2 separate regions of the Zea mays genome follow, and region 2 is linked to region 1. A link is a contact called in public Hi-C data. All regions are on one chromosome and are shown on one strand. The core of a region is the stretch at or near the end of the contact, and the rest is flanking DNA. Distances in the headings are between cores, read along the strand shown. Region 1 holds the start of LOC542672 (barley mlo defense gene homolog 1). Region 2 holds the start of LOC100275291.

Evidence for each region. A called contact is a pair of places that touch in the nucleus more often than the background predicts.
Region 2: a contact with region 1 is called in a Hi-C map of ear, with 2.4 times the contacts expected there. The contact joins the promoter of LOC100275291 here to the promoter of LOC542672 in region 1. A contact is called at or near these places in 5 of 25 Hi-C or Micro-C datasets (ear, leaf and tassel).

What each region holds. Positions count from the first base shown.
Region 1 is chr1:6,265,481-6,268,757 of Zm-B73-REFERENCE-NAM-5.0, reverse strand. LOC542672 (barley mlo defense gene homolog 1) reads left to right here and starts at 1,824. Exons shown (of 12, transcript NM_001112190.3): 1 at 1,824-2,067; 2 at 2,175-2,232; 3 at 2,378-2,640; 4 at 2,793-2,909; 5 at 3,001-3,061; 6 at 3,160-3,245. The coding sequence starts at 1,945.
Region 2 is chr1:6,481,176-6,484,441 of Zm-B73-REFERENCE-NAM-5.0, reverse strand. It overlaps LOC100275291, which reads left to right and starts at 1,861. Exons shown (of 6, transcript NM_001149410.1): 1 at 1,861-2,237; 2 at 2,401-2,477; 3 at 2,628-2,664. The coding sequence starts at 2,087.

The DNA of each region.
Region 1 (3,277 bases), core at 575-3,074:
TTAAGAAGACAAATTGATGATGGGATTGTTGGGGCGAAGGCAAATACGCCACCCTTCGCTCGAGGCCTCCGCCGCAGTCGCTGGTCTGACAGAGACAAAGCGGGCGGGGACACCCTTCGCTCCATTCGGCACTTTGACGAAGGCCTGCGACGACGTCTTCCCGCGGCGCGGCCTCGTTCAGTCCTAAGGCCCACGTGTGATCTGGCCCATTGTAACGGGCCCCGCGTGGCCGCCTCTGTGTTACGGGCCTAACTTGTAAAGGCATACTTGTAATTACAGCTTGTAACCCTGCTTTATGGGAATATTCTGGGGATAAACTAGGTGTCTGAGGGCACATGCGTCCTTAACACAAGGCGTTGGGCACTCAGATACCTATAAATACCCCCACACAGTGCCCGTGAGAGGCTAGATTAACAGAGCTCTTGCCCCCGAGCACGTAACCCTGTTGTCATCACTGTTCACCCTTGTTGGCCTCCTTGCTGCTGAGAGCAAGTTCCAACAGGGATCATTATTCGACGGTTGATGATGAGATCTTCAAATCCATTGATGATAAGAGCATTATTCGACGATTTTAATATCTCAAAAATAAAAAAGGATGCAAATGCCTCCGTCAACAAATAATTGCCTTTTAGTGCATATAGTTTCATTATTTTAATTGTATTGTGTATTGATGTATAACTTGAATTCTATGTGACACTAGTTTTTTTACATGCTTCCTTAATTTTATCATACGATCTTCTTGGACTCCCATGAATTATCGTCATGCGTCTAGGGCTGGTAATGGATCACGATCCAAATGCCTCTTCACAAAAAATTAAGGCCCTTAAATAATATTAGTTCAAAAATGAATAAAAATATGGCCCGACCCTAATCCGATTCGATCCTTAAAATTTGCAGTGTAAAGTTTATAGCCCATTACCACCTCTACATGCGTCTGACACTGATTTAAACAATGCTACTTTTTTTCTCTCTCGAACACGCAGTATACTACGCATTACTATATTAAGAAGAAAGAAAAGGAACTCGAGACGAATCTTACAAGCCATTGCGGGGCAAAAGACCATGAGAATACTCACCACACAGACTAGCTTCCATACACACCAAGCTACTAAGATTACTAAGGCGTTAAAACCTTTGCAAAAAAAAACCTTGGTATATGATGCACAGCCTGAAGCTAGCCACCAATCAGCAAAAAATGGTGTCATTACGGCCAGGAGCAACATCCTGCAGGTCTATCCTCTCTAGGACAGCAAACCACACAGTTGGCGAGAACACGCAGGACACAAGCAGATGTTGCACAGTCTCCTCTTGTTGATCACATAAAGGGCAGCTACTGGATCTAGTCTCACCATGGTTGACGCGCACAAAAGTACGTACGTGCTCAGTCGCGATGCTGGATCACTCGCCATCGCCCATCGCGTCACGTCAATTAGTTAGGCGAACTCCGTCTTTTACCCCGTCGACGTTGGCGTTTTCTCGTTATTTTTTGCCCTCCTATGTCCTATCTAGCTGTCCGCCTGCCTACGAGGCTTTGTTTGCAACAAGAAAGGCCCGTGCGCGGTGCCTGCTGCCGGCCGAGCACCCCCTGCCCCTGTAGCATCGCTCGCGTGGTCACCCAGGCCAGCCAACCACTCCGCAATCTAGCCTCGCGTCGCCCGACCGAGCCTAGCCACTCCTCCGGCCCCCCTCCGTTCTGTTGTCTGGCGTGGCCGTGGCCGGCCGGCCACGCGCTTTGACGCGGCCGCGCGCGTCACTGCCGCGCCGCGCGCCCCGATAAAACGGCCTGCAGCGCGCACTCGTTTGTTCCGCTCGCTCGCCCGCCACCGAGAGACGACACTCTACGTGTGTGCCTGCGAGAGCGAGAGCGCACCAGCAGAGCAGACAGCTTCCTCTGCGGCCTGCTGGTCGCTTCGCTTCGCTCCAGTCCAGGGCAAAGGACGGCACATGGCGGGGGGCGGGGGCGGCCGGGACCTGCCGTCGACGCCGACGTGGGCGGTGGCCCTGGTGTGCGCCGTCATCGTGCTCGTCTCCGTCGCCATGGAGCATGGCCTCCACAAGCTCGGCCACGTACGTCGCTCGCTCGTTGCCATGCATGGCGCATACGCTGATGAGCTTATGGTTTCTTTGTGTGTCTGCGTCTGACTGCTGCCTGTGTCGCCTTTCGTTGCGTGCAGTGGTTCCATACGCGGCAGAAGAAGGCCATGCGGGAGGCCCTGGAGAAGATCAAAGCAGGTGAGCTGAGAATTCAGTTGTTGCATAAACAAAGACCTTTATATAAGCAAGCTCAATAATGCTACTAGCTAGCTAGCAGTATTAGCTTCCCTCTCCTAAACAATAACAAAACGGTTTGGTTGGTTGCGTGCGTGCGTACGTGCAGAGTTGATGCTGATGGGCTTCATCTCGCTGCTCCTCGCCGTGGGGCAGACGCCCATCTCCAAGATATGCATCCCGGCCAAGGCTGGCAGCATCATGCTGCCGTGCAAGCCGCCGAAAGGCGCCGCCGCCGCCGCCGACGACGACAAGAGCGACGGCCGCCGGAGACTCCTCTGGTACCCGCCGTACCCTGGATACGATGAGCCCGGGCACCACCGCCGTTTCCTCGCCGGCGCGGCTCCGGACGACAACTACTGCAGTGACCAAGTGAGGCCGCGCCCCGGCCACCATTCCAATTGTTGCGCGACGCAGCGTGCATGGGAGGAGCCAGCTTACCATTAGGCTGCGCCACGCGTGCCCCGGTGCGATGGCGATGATGGGTGGGTGACGCTGCTTCTTTGTTTGTTTCCCGCGTGCAGGGCAAGGTGTCCCTCATCTCCTCGGCCGGCGTCCACCAGCTGCACATCTTCATCTTCGTGCTCGCGGTGTTCCATATCGTCTACAGCGTCGCCACCATGGCGCTGGGGCGTCTCAAAGTAAGCACACAGGCCCAAGCATCTTGAATTCAATGGACGACTCTCGCACGGTGTTAGAAAACACTCACCACATCTTGTCGCGCGCGTGCAGATGAGGAAATGGAAGAAATGGGAATCGGAGACCAACTCCCTGGAATACCAGTACGCAAACGGTAACTAATACTAAGAAGAAGAACGCAGCTCCCTATTGGCTCTTGATGCATGAGCAGAGTGATCGAAGCTGACGAGGTCGTTCGTTCTTGCGTTGCAGACCCTTCACGGTTCCGGTTCACGCACCAGACGTCGTTCGTGAAGCGGCACCTGGGCCTCTCGAGCACCCCTGGAGTGAGATGGGTCGTGAGTACTCCGACGGATCGCCAGCTCTTTGC
Region 2 (3,266 bases), core at 612-3,111, 220 kb before region 1:
TCATCTCTTCAGCTTCAAAAGGGCTTATTTGAGTTGAATTTCATAAATTTTTTTACTTGTCTGATAAAAATAACGACAAAGTTTTACCGATTATTTTTAAAAGTCATCGTTGGCTGAACAATAAAGCACACATTTTTAATGAATCTAGTTAAGTTTAAAAGGATTTGGTAAGTTTTAAAAGGCTCCGACTTGAGTCTGGCAATATTTTTAGGGAGAGGGGTGGGAGCATATTCTACTTGTCAATGATGCGTCCTGCCACGACGTGATCAGAAAAAATAAATTCCCTCTGGAACTTACGGGTTCCACGGATCGGACCCTTCTCCTTGGATCTGCACTGCATGCATGCATGCATATATAATGATCTGCATGCCTTCTGATCTTGGGGGGTTAATTAATTTACACATGTTGGCTAAGCTTTAAGTACCCTGGAATCCTGGATTCGGTCAGAGATCGAGAGAGCCATCTGAAAGAGAGATCATTCAGTCCAGTCGTCGCTGTACGTATACATGTGTGCCTGCACTCTGCAGTGCAATCATCCGCGGTTAAGGTACTAGTTACTTACTGCTAGTATGTATATATAGCTCCCTCCCCTAATCGTTGTCATCATCGTCATCATCATGCTGCTGTTGATAGTTCATAGCAGTGCTAGCTAGCAGCTACTATCATCCATCGTGTGACAATTTTGCCCCAAGAAAACATCTTTAATTATGCATGGCTCATAGCCTTTTGGTGCTCCCGAGGCAAAAGGAGAAATCTGCGACCAGCTTTTATTTGCATGATAGAGGCTGATCCTCCCCCCCTGCTTTTCATCTAAATTCAAAGGCCAAATCCTTGAAGCCACGAACTAATCACAGGCGCCATCAACCAGTGATCCATTTTATTACTCTTCGGTGAGAGCATATATGCAGGGAGCTTAGTACTGGCTATAGCTAGCTCCCTGCGCGCAGTAGGAATTTCCACAGGTATAGCTAGCGAAGTAGCAAGCCATGCAGGCACTGGTATTATAGAAACGCACACGCAATTCAATTCACTTCCACAGGTATCTCGTACTGTCGTACACATGAGCAATGCATGCATGATGCATGAGACGGCTGGCCGGTGTCCATGACAAGATTGAGCCCTTTCTTGGCTGTTCTGATTGGACACATGCTTTGTTTCCTGTTGACATATACTCCACTCCACTCCTGTAATTAAAGCTAGGTCTAGCTCGTCTCTCAGATTTCCCTTCATTAGCAAGGCGTTCGCCTGCATGCATGCATGTTGCATGCAGTCAGGTGTCATCGTGCATGGTTTTATCACTTTCAGTTGCTGGAGCTGAACGGTTAGCGATAATGCTAAGAGCGCGAGCTTGGTTGGAGAAGCAAGCAAGAACAGTGCACTGAGGTGGATGGATGGATGGATGGATGAATGAATTCAAGTTGTTGGTGTCTGTCTACAGGTAGCATAGCAACGCATGCAGCAGTAGTGGCAAGGTGAGGCCAGAGGAGGAGAGGATGGGGGTGGGGATGGGGGAGGAGGACAAGTCAGGTGCATGTCAGAGGCAGTCCTGGCGGGAAGCTCGGCATGCCCTGCTGCTGGCTGTCTTCATCTCCGCTCGGGTCAACAGCTGTGCCCCAATCTCATAATTATCCCCTCCTACGCCAGGCATATGCTCTGACCGCATCTGAAACACCCCATTTGTCTCCAACCTTTTGTCTCTTGCATTGCTCGCCGCTGCAGTGCTGCACTGCACACACACACTCTCTCTCTCTCTCTCTGGCCTAGGAGGAGACGGAGTACACAGCAAAATTTAACACTTCTCACTGCTAGCTCGCCCATTCTCATTCGTTCTCTCTCTACGCTGTCCCCTCCTCTCTCTCTCTCTCTCTCTCCAGCGGCAAAAGTGTTGCACTGCAGCACTGCTAGCTAGGAGTATACTATGAGCTTGCTAGCTAGCCTGGCTGATGGATGGTCACTACTCATGTGCATAAACGTGCATGTGAAGTGGCTGGGCATCCAACCAAATATATAAGCTACTGGCAACCGGCTGCCGGCTGCTGGCAGGTCGTTCTTCGTGTTGTATGTAGCTTGAGGCTGAGGCCGGGAGATGACCATGGTGAGAACGACGATGGTCGGCGCCAGGGAGAGGAGCGGGGGAGTGAGGCAGTACAACAGGTCCAAGGTGCCTCGCCTGCGGTGGACGCCCGATCTGCACCACTGCTTCGTCCACGCCATCCACAAGCTCGGAGGCCAGGACAGTATGTGTGCTTCCTTCCTTGCGTGCATGCCTCCTGCTGCTAGCTGCTTGATTATCTTCTCTTGCATTGCTCTCTTTTCATTCCTCTCGTCTTCCTCTGGTTTGGCGCCGGATTATATTGGGCGCGTTTCTCCTCTGAACCTGCATGCTGTACGTGGTCGCAGAGGCTACGCCGAAGCGAGTCCTGCAGCTGATGGGTGTGGGAGGACTCACCATATCTCATGTCAAAAGCCATCTGCAGGTCCTCTCTCTTGGTCTTTGGATTCTGTTCTTCATTTTTCCTTCACCTATCTACAATAGCTAACTAGTATGGAGTATATATATTCCTTTTTTTATGAGAGTGCGCACTACTGACTGAATATAGTTTTATTCTTCTGAATGTGTCGAACAGATGTACAGGAACATGAGAAATGATCTTGGAATGCAAGGTACATACTACCCTAATTAAGTAGCTCAGGCACAGCTAGCTCTTCTATGTTCCCAGAAACGTTAGGGAAAACTGAAAAGAAAGCGTCAGGCTATTCGCTGCAGCTTTTTTGCAGCTCAAAAAAAAAACAGCCATTGTACAGTGCTAGCAGAGAGATATTACAGCTGCTCCTGATGCAAATAAGCTGTAATTAATATTGGCAGCCGAGTACTGTAGCTTCTTGGGTCCTCCAGTACGTACACGTACACCGGAGAGACACTGAAAATAGCTAACGATCGAGATGAGCCTTCCTCCCAAACAAATCAAGGATTTTTTTATAATAAAGTGAGTCAATGTGCATATGTTAATGACAGTCTAATTAACCAGACTCAAAAGTGATTAAGGCCAAAAAAGGGCTTCTTGATTATTTACTAAAGGATGTGTAGTCATGAAACAAAGACTCTACCTGTACACTAGCTAGGCTGCTGTTGTTTTTTTTCAAAAGGAATTGTTGTGCCAGGGGGGATTGTGGTCATGCTGGGAGAGAAAAAATAAAACTGATCTTTCCAGCAATTCATGCATGCATGTGTGTGCATGGATGGCACGATTCTCGACAGCCATCTT